Linked DNA regions of Sus scrofa: region 2 is linked to region 1. The links are chromatin contacts, called in public Hi-C maps. All regions are on one chromosome and are shown on one strand. The core of a region is the stretch at or near the end of the contact, and the rest is flanking DNA. Distances in the headings are between cores, read along the strand shown.

What was found. Hi-C and Micro-C count contacts between places; a contact is called where the count stands out from the background.
Region 2: a contact with region 1 is called in a Hi-C map of liver, with 5 times the contacts expected there. The contact joins the promoter of MPND here to the promoter of UBXN6 in region 1. A contact is called at or near these places in 2 of 47 Hi-C or Micro-C datasets (heart right ventricle and liver).

The regions. Positions count from the first base shown.
Region 1 is chr2:74,355,313-74,359,475 of Sscrofa11.1, forward strand. It overlaps UBXN6 (UBX domain-containing protein 6), which reads left to right and starts at 2,210. Exons shown (of 11, transcript XM_003123069.4): 1 at 2,210-2,330. HDGFL2 (hepatoma-derived growth factor-related protein 2) reads right to left here and starts at 1,725. Exons shown (of 16, transcript XM_005661325.3): 1 at 1,555-1,725. The coding sequence starts at 1,626.
Region 2 is chr2:74,453,102-74,457,289 of Sscrofa11.1, forward strand. It overlaps MPND (MPN domain-containing protein), which reads right to left and starts at 2,827. Exons shown (of 12, transcript XM_021084063.1): 1 at 2,723-2,827; 2 at 2,365-2,618; 3 at 1,389-1,625. The coding sequence starts at 2,819.

The sequences.
Region 1 (4,163 bases), core at 960-3,459:
CCACTCCTGCACAGAAGCATCCCCAAACTCCATCACCCTGAGGACCAGCCTGCCATGTCTTCCAGACCTGGTTCTGCTCAGACCTCACCCAGGACCCGCCTCTGAGCCTGAGGCCCAGATATCCTAGTGGCGGCACCAGATGTGGACTGTTCTCAGGGCTGCCTGGTTAGCAGTCCCCAGGCCCACTCCTGGAATCCTGCGGCGGCCTCTCTTCAAACAAACACCCAGCTCTGAGCGGTGCCCTTCTGCTTACTTCCACCCAGAGGGAGGGAGGGTCTGGCAGGGAGTGAGACTGAACTCTCCAGCCACCCCATAGTATGGCCCAGGCAATTACTGTTCTTCTGTTCTAATCAAATTTTCAGCTTCGTCCTTCTACTGTCCCTCATGCTCTACTGCAGCCTGGGGTTCCCACCCCCCAAACTCCTTCAGTCCTACCATGTATATTCCACCAACCTCAGTCCTGGGTTGCCTGGGACCTGGAGATGACAACCACCTCTTGGCCCCTCCTCCACACTGGGCTGCCCCAGAGACACCGCCTGGAGATGAGACTCCCCTCTGCAGATGAGACTCCTTCTCAAGATGTCCTTCAGACCTGGACCCCTCATGTGAGTCCTCTGGATGCCAGCTTCCTCAAAGGGGATTTCCAAAGTCCCCTTGGCCCAGTCCCCTCCCTCAGATACTCTTCTCTTTCCAGCTGAAGTCCCAGTGGCTTGTCTCTGATTCAAGCATCACTCCCCCCAAGCCCTCCCTCCACCCTGTGACCCAACCAGCTTCCTCCACCAGGGCCAGCCTCCTCACAAGACACCTAGTCTCCAGGACACCCCCAAACAAGTCTTATTCCAACCTCTGGTCTCTGATGTCCCACATTTTCAGACAGAGTCCTCTTAGCTCCAGCGACCTTGTGAATATAGCCCCCAGCCCTATTTCCGGCCCTGACCCTCCTGAGCATCTCTCAACCTCGAACTTCTACTTTTCTCCATTACTGGAACCCTTACCCTAGGCCCACCTCGACCCCCAGGCCCTCAGAATTTGGCTTCTTGTTGCCCCCCCAAAGAGGTCCAGAGCACCTCCTTCTCATCAGTTTGAGCCTTCTCCTCAAATCCAAGGTTCTTCAGCTCCAGTCATAGCTACCGACCTCCTTCAAACTTAAACCCTGAGCCCTGAGACCCCAAGTCCCTCAACCCATATACCTCGGCTCTGGGAGCCCCCAGAGGGTCCCCTAATCTCAGCGCCCTCGACAGCCCCGGCGCCCGGGCCCCTCAAGCCCAGGTCCCCATAAAACTCCCGGCAGGTGCGTCCCTCAGGCATGGGACCCTCAGACATCCAGGCCCAAGTTCCCCCATACCTCACGCGGGAGAATCCCTCAGGCTAGGGACCCCCAACCTGCAGGCACGCGAGTACCCCAGGCCTGGGTGCCTCCAAACTCCTGGCAAGCGGGTTCCTCAAGGAGGGGTACTCCCAGACCCCCGGCGCGCGGGTCCCTCAGGCCTGGGGCCCCTTACTGCCCCACCCCCCACCCCCCTGTCGCCTGGCCAATCTCCCGCGCGGCCTCACCCGGGCGGGCCAGTGAGGGTAGCCCTTCATCTTGGCGAACACCAAGTCCCCGGGCTTGAAGGCGTGCGGCATGCTGGCGGCGAGAGGCCCAGGCCGCGGGAAGCGGCAGCGGCGGCGACAGCGGCTGCGGCGGAGGCGGCGGCAGCGGGAGGCGAAGCTGGGGGCGGGAGCAGGGCGCCGAAGGGGCGGGGGCGGCGGCCTGGTTAGCGAGTCGGAGCGTGTTTATTGGCTTGTCTGCCGCCGGAAGTCCCGCCCTCCGACCATCAGGGGTGGGCGACGCCGTCGCTCAGGACCACGTGCGGGGATAGAGGAGCATGGGGACCAATAAGAAGAGGGGTTGGAGCAGAGCAAGTTAACGGGATTGGATAACGGATACAGGCAAGGGGGCGTGACGTGGAGGCCTAATGGGAGGGGACGGAGGTTATGGGAGGTGAAAGAGGAAAGGTGGGAGGAGGGAAACAGGCGGACAGCAAGTGAAGAAGCGGGCAGCCAGAGTCGTTTAGGGCGGGGTATAGGGTAGCGGGGAGGGCATTAGACGGCCATAGGAGGAGGAGCCTTAAGTAGCCAGCATGCTATTGGATATCATAGGAAAGAAGGCCCAATCAATGTAAAGGGAGGGTCATTGGTAGCCTCCCGGTACCCTGAGGAGGGGCTTAATATAGATCTGCAGGCCATTGGATACCACGAGAGAAGCGGCTCAAGGTAGAGAGTGGGCATTGGCTATCACAGGAGGAGGAGCTGAAGCACCTGTCCACCATTGGATATCGTGAGACAAGGTTCAACTCAAAATAGGGACGCGCCGTTGCAGGCTTGAGAGGGTGGGGCTTGGGTAGAGGCGGGAGGTATGGGGGGTTCTGAGGAAAAATAGCCAAAAAAAAGGGCACGAAACACTTATTTCTTCACTCAGGACAAGTTTATTGAGCGCCATGTGCCAGAGCCACAAAATATGCAATATACATAGTAATTCAGTGGAGAAAAATGTATTGAGCACTGCCATGGATAAGTTACTGTAAATTACTATAATCTCTGCTTCAGTATCCCCATCTGTAAAATGGGATTCATAATGGTAGGGATCCTATGTGAAGATTAAATGACATCACCACCCCTAAGGCTCCGGAAACTGTGCCTGGCAGTAGGAAGTACTTGAAGCACTAAGTGCTATTAACCCTGCTTTTGAGAATTCAGTGTCTAGCAGGGCAAGGAAATGTTCATTTCTTTCTAAATAACTCAAAAGTAAAATAGAGTTCTTGAGAAAGAGCTGAGTAATGGCGGAAACTTTCCCTATCCTGGGGAACCAATAGGTTTTTCTCTGAAGAAATAGGTTTTTTTTGTTTTGTTTTTTTGTCTTTTTGCTATTTCTTGGGCCGTTCCTGCGGCATATGGAGGTTCCCAGGCTAGGGGTCCAATCGGAGCTGTAGCCACTGGCCTACGCTAGAGCCACAGCAACGCGGGATCCGAGCCGCATCTGCAACCTACACCACAGCTCACGGCAACGCCGGATCGTTAACCCACTGAGCAAGGGCAGGGACCGAACCTGCAACCTCATGGTTCCTAGTCGGATTCGTTAACCACTGCGCCACGACGAGAACTCCTGAAGAAATAGTTTAACCAGAGGTCAAAGATGATTAGACCAGTGGGTGCTGGAAGGGCATTTGGGGCAGAAGGATCCTATTGTATGCCTTGTGAATATCGATGGCCTGTTTGGGTTTTATTTTAACTTTATTTGTTCCCTTGGAGGCGCAGCAGAAACCAACCCGACTAGGAACCTTGAGGTTGTGGGTTTGATCCCTGGCCTCGCTCAGTGGGTTAAGGATCCAGCGTTGCCATGAGCTGTGGTGTAGGTCTCAGACGCGACTTGGATCTGGTGTTGCTATGGCTCTGACGTAGGCTGGCAGCTATAGCTCCGATTCTACCCCTAGCCTGGGAGCTTCATATGCCTTGGTTGCAGCCCTCAAGACAAAAAACAAACAAACAAACAAACAAAAAAACTTTATGAAAAAAATGGAGGGATTTGATCCCAGGGTACAGATATAATACTTTAGTTTCAAGAAACATCCCTAAGCATGTGAAATCTATCTCAAAAAGACGAGTTTTCTTTCTTTTTTCCAAAGTTAAACCGACACTTACCATATGAGCCAGTAATTCCAACCAGGTGTCTATCCAAGAGAAATAAAAGCAAACATCGATATCAAAACTTATAGAACCAGGGGAGTTCCCGTCATGGTGCAGTGGTTAACGAATCCGACTAGGAACCATGAGGTTACGGGTTCGGTCCCTGCCCTTTGCTCAGTGGGTTAACGATCCGGCGTTGCCGTGAGCTGTGGTGTAGGTTGCAGACGCGGCTCGGATCCCATGTTGCTGTGGCTCTGGCGTAGGCCGGTGGCTACAGCTCCAATTGGACCCCTAGCCTGGGAACCTCCATATGCCATGGGAGCGGCCCAAGAAATAGCAACAACAACAACAACAACAACAACAAAAAAGACAAAAAACAAAAACAAAAAAACAAAACTTATAGAACCAGAGTTCCCGTCATGGTGCAGCGGAAATAAATCCGACTAGGAACTATGAGGTGCGGGTTCGATCCCTGGCCTCGCTCAGTGAGTTAACAA
Region 2 (4,188 bases), core at 1,577-4,076, 98 kb after region 1:
CATCAGCAAATCCTGACAGATCCACTTCTAGAATTAACCAGAATTTGCCCACTTCCTCCCTCCTCCATCGCCTGCCTGGTCCACCAGTCATCATCTACCTGGACCTGCACAGTCACCTGAACCCTGATGCCCTGACTCCTGCTCTCACACCCGCCCAGTCTGTCCTCTCTACAGCAGCCACTGGAGGGGGGCTTGAGCGCCTGAGTCAGGTCTAGCACCCTCCCGCCCACCTCCCCTGGAGTAAAAGCCCAAGTTCTCCCTGGGACCCACAAGGCTCTGCGTGACTTGCCTCGGTCGCCTTCCTGTCCGCCTTCTCTCTCTCCCCCTCACTCACGCTGCTCCAGCCATACTGGAGTCTCACTGTTCCTTCCCTACACGAGGCACAGTCCAACCTCAGGGCCTTTTGCATGTGCTGTTTTCCAGAAATCTTTAAAGCTCCCTCCCTCCCCTCCTTTAGTTCTCTAATCAAACATCTCCTTCTCAGTGAGACCTTCCCCGACCATCCAATTCCTCCCACCCTTCCCATCCCCTGCCCCTGCTCACTTCTTCCAATATACTGTAAGATGGACTTATTTTTTGTTTCTCTCTCCATGAAGGCAGGGATTCTTCTCATTTTGTTCTCTGCTTTATCTCCAAACCATGACACATCACTGGCATTTACTAAATACTCGCTCAAAGAACAGCCCTATGGCATAGTGTGAAAATTAGTTTTGTTAAGTCAACCTGGCTAGGCTCTAGTACTGTTATGTAATCAAACAATAGTCTAGGGGTTACTGTGAAGGTGTTGGATAGATGTGTTTCACATCTACAATAGGTTGACTTTCAATGAAGAAGATTATGCTTGAAAATGTTGGTGGGTCTCGCCCAATCTGTGGAAAGGCCTTAAGAGTAAAAACTGAGGTTTCCTGAACAACAAGGAATCTGCCTCAATATTGCAGCATCAACTCCTGCTTGAGTTTCCAGCCAGATCTGTGTGTTTGTACCTGATACACATGGGTACCGTTATCATCTCCATTTTACACATAAAGAAGACTGAGAACCCAGAGAGGGTTCTTGGCCAAGTTTCCCAAGCTCGTGATCATTCAAGGAACATCTGTTATTATCATGGCATTCAAGACCGTCCTAGATCTGGTCCCTGCTAACGTCTCCAGCTCTCTCAGATACCAAGGCATCTGCTTCTTCAGCTATCTCAGGCAATAATGGTTCCTTAAGCAGTATGTGTTGCTTCATGCCTACATGGCTTTGCATATGCCATTCCCCCCTCTGGAAAGCTCTTCCCTTCATCTTGCTTTGACAAACTCTTATTCATCCCTCAAGGCCCCAGCTCCAGTACTCTGTCTCGGGGCACTCTTTATGCAGCAGTGAGTCAGGGAGGCTAAAAGACGCACCTCATCGGCAGCAACTGCAGGCACATGGAACTGGTTTCGCCGGAGCCAGGCAGCCTTGTACTTGTCCAGTTTCTGGCCCTTGTACTTGACGGAGGCCCAGCCACAGCCGGACTTCTTGGCTGGGTTCACCAGCTTCTTGCAATGGGTGGCCCAGGCACTGGGTGAGTTGAACACCTGCCCTGTTTCCTGCCACACAATCCTCCCATCGGGCTGCAGGTCTCCCACGAACTTCTTCCCCTGCAGTGAGAGTGGGCTGGCTGGGCCCAGGAGCTGATACCCATCAAGACCCCTCCTCCAGAAAATCCTCCCTAACTCTCCCAGAGTTTGGCACCTACTTCCCACTTTCTTCCACAAAGCCTTTTAGCTTAGGTGCCTCCCAATACCTAGATATCCATGGTCTAGTCCTGTTCAGCCTGGATTGAAACTTCCAGTTATGTGTCTGTCCTCCACTCCCTTCACTGGACTGTGAGCCACAAAGGACAGAACAGGGTCTGTATTGCTCTCTGCTGTGTCCCTAATGCCCAACACAGCCTGGCACACAACAGGTGCTCAATTCACAAATTGCTCCCACTCACAAAGAGCAAAACTATATTAATAACAACAGTAATAACAGCAAACACTTATAAAGCACTTACTGTGTAGCAGGCATACTGCTGAGCACTTTATTCACTGAATCCTCATACGACCACGTGGGAGGGAAAAAATCCCGTTTTACAGATGGGGAAACTAGGACTTGAGGAGGCTGAGCGAGATCACACAGCCAGGAAAGCACTAGTGCCCTCTCTGAGCCTGCGTTTCTCCTTTGTGGAACTGGGTGTTTGGTAAACAATGTCCTCCTGCCCAAGAAGGTCAGGATGCTCCGTGCCTCAGTTTCCCCTCCCCACGCTGCGGCTTGGCCTGTAGCAAAGGAGCACTCTGGAGTCCGGTTTCCCCTTTTGGCCCCAGCTAGGATGGGCTGGGGCTGGGGAGCGCTCACCAGGTAGTAGATGGACAGCACCCCGGAGCCGGGCTCCAGCAGTCCGTCTTTGAGGAGCACGCGCAGCGTGACCGCGCGCCTAGTGAACGCGCTCCCGGGCCCGCCGCAGCTCCCCGCCCCGGCCCCGCCGCCGCCGCCACTGCGCGCGCCGCCGACTGCCCCTGGACGTTCGGGGTCCTCGGCCTCCGCCTCGTCCTCGTCGTCATCCGGCGCCTCCTCGCCCGCGCCGCCCGCCGGGGACAGCGACTCCGGAGCTGCAGGCAGCAACAGGCTGCAGAGGGGCCGCGCGCCCCGAGCCGGTCCACGGTCCAGCCCCCCAGCCTGGCGCCTCGCTGGACCCCCTCAAGGTTCGCCGTACCTGCCATGGCCGCTCCGCCCCACGCCCTGTGTGCCTCCGGCTCTTTCTTCCCCGCACGTGACGCAACTCCGCCCCGAGGGGGGAGCGCCCCAGCCATTGGCCGCTTCCAGTGGGCGGGCGGGGGCTCGGCCTGCTGGAGCGAACCAAGAAACAGGCCTCCGGCCTGCGCAGGAGGGAAAAGGAGGTGGGGGCTCAGCCCTCTGGGACTATTCTGGAGACTGAGGCCTGAGGCCACCTTCCGTGGGAATGGGGTGTAACGCAGAGCTCATAGTGCAATTGGGGAAACTGAGGCCGGGGACTTCCGCTTTCGGAGAACTAATGACTCCACCTGTGACCATTGCCTACTGGATTCTGCCCTGGAGAGGGGAGAAAAGGGAAATTGAGGTCCGCAACCACCCCTCTCGAGGGACCTACAGGCCTCGGCTGTTGGAACCACGGGAGAAAGTAAGCCCTGGGAGAATAAGCCACAGTGCCCCGGGGCTGTAGGCCAAAATGTGGGGAAGCAGCCGGGCACCGCAGATGTAAAGCGTCCAAGCCGGGCGGCGGTCTCTAAGAGGTTAACTCCCACCCTCCCCAGCAGCCCTCGACTGATTTTATGACTGGATCACAGCCAAGCCCGCCAACCAATTATAAGGGGAGGGGGATTTCATCTTCAGCCTATAGACAGTGTTAAACTAAAGGACAGCCATCTTCCTCGGCCAATCAGCAGGAACCTGTAGCCCTGATACATCCAATCAATGGTAGGGTCTAGTCCGCAGCCAGCCAAACAGCGCGCGGGTAAAACCTGCCTCGCGGGCCTGTGGGGCCAACCCCAAACCAACACCCCGCCCCCGCCCGCGCCAACACTACCACCAACACGGTGCATGTGGCTGGAGTCTGGCTAGGAGTACACCGGAGGGTTGCTGCTCTTTTGACCCTGGCCACTGTCCCAGGACCTTTGCCCCGAGGTGCAGAGCTGCCTCCCAACGCTGGGACTCCCTAATCTCTGGCAGGGCTGAAAGCCGGAGGTGGGGTCTCCCCCAGGGTGCAGGGCACCTTTGTCCAGGCTCAACCTCAGATGGGTGTGGAAGAGGTGACAGACCACTGCGGGTAGGGGCGCGGGTTCCCAGGTAGGGTGGTCTGGACTCAGACTGGACTTGGCTCCAGGTCCTGCTCCACCACTTAACCAGCTCTGTGACTTTGGCCAAATGTCTCCACCTCTCTGTTTCCCTGTGGGATGACTAATTCCTGCTGCAGAGTTGTTAAAGAACAGAGCATGACATGTAGTAAGAGCTGGGGAATGTGAATGATTATTACACATAATGAAATAAAATTTCACGTGATGAAATAAAGTTTGTATCTAAAGGAAGGACAAGAAAAAAATAAAATTTTGTTTCTTTGCACCTCCTTCCTTCTTCCCTCCCTCCTTTCCAACATCCCTCCCAGATGTAATGAGCATCTGCACTACACATTATCCTCTAGAGATC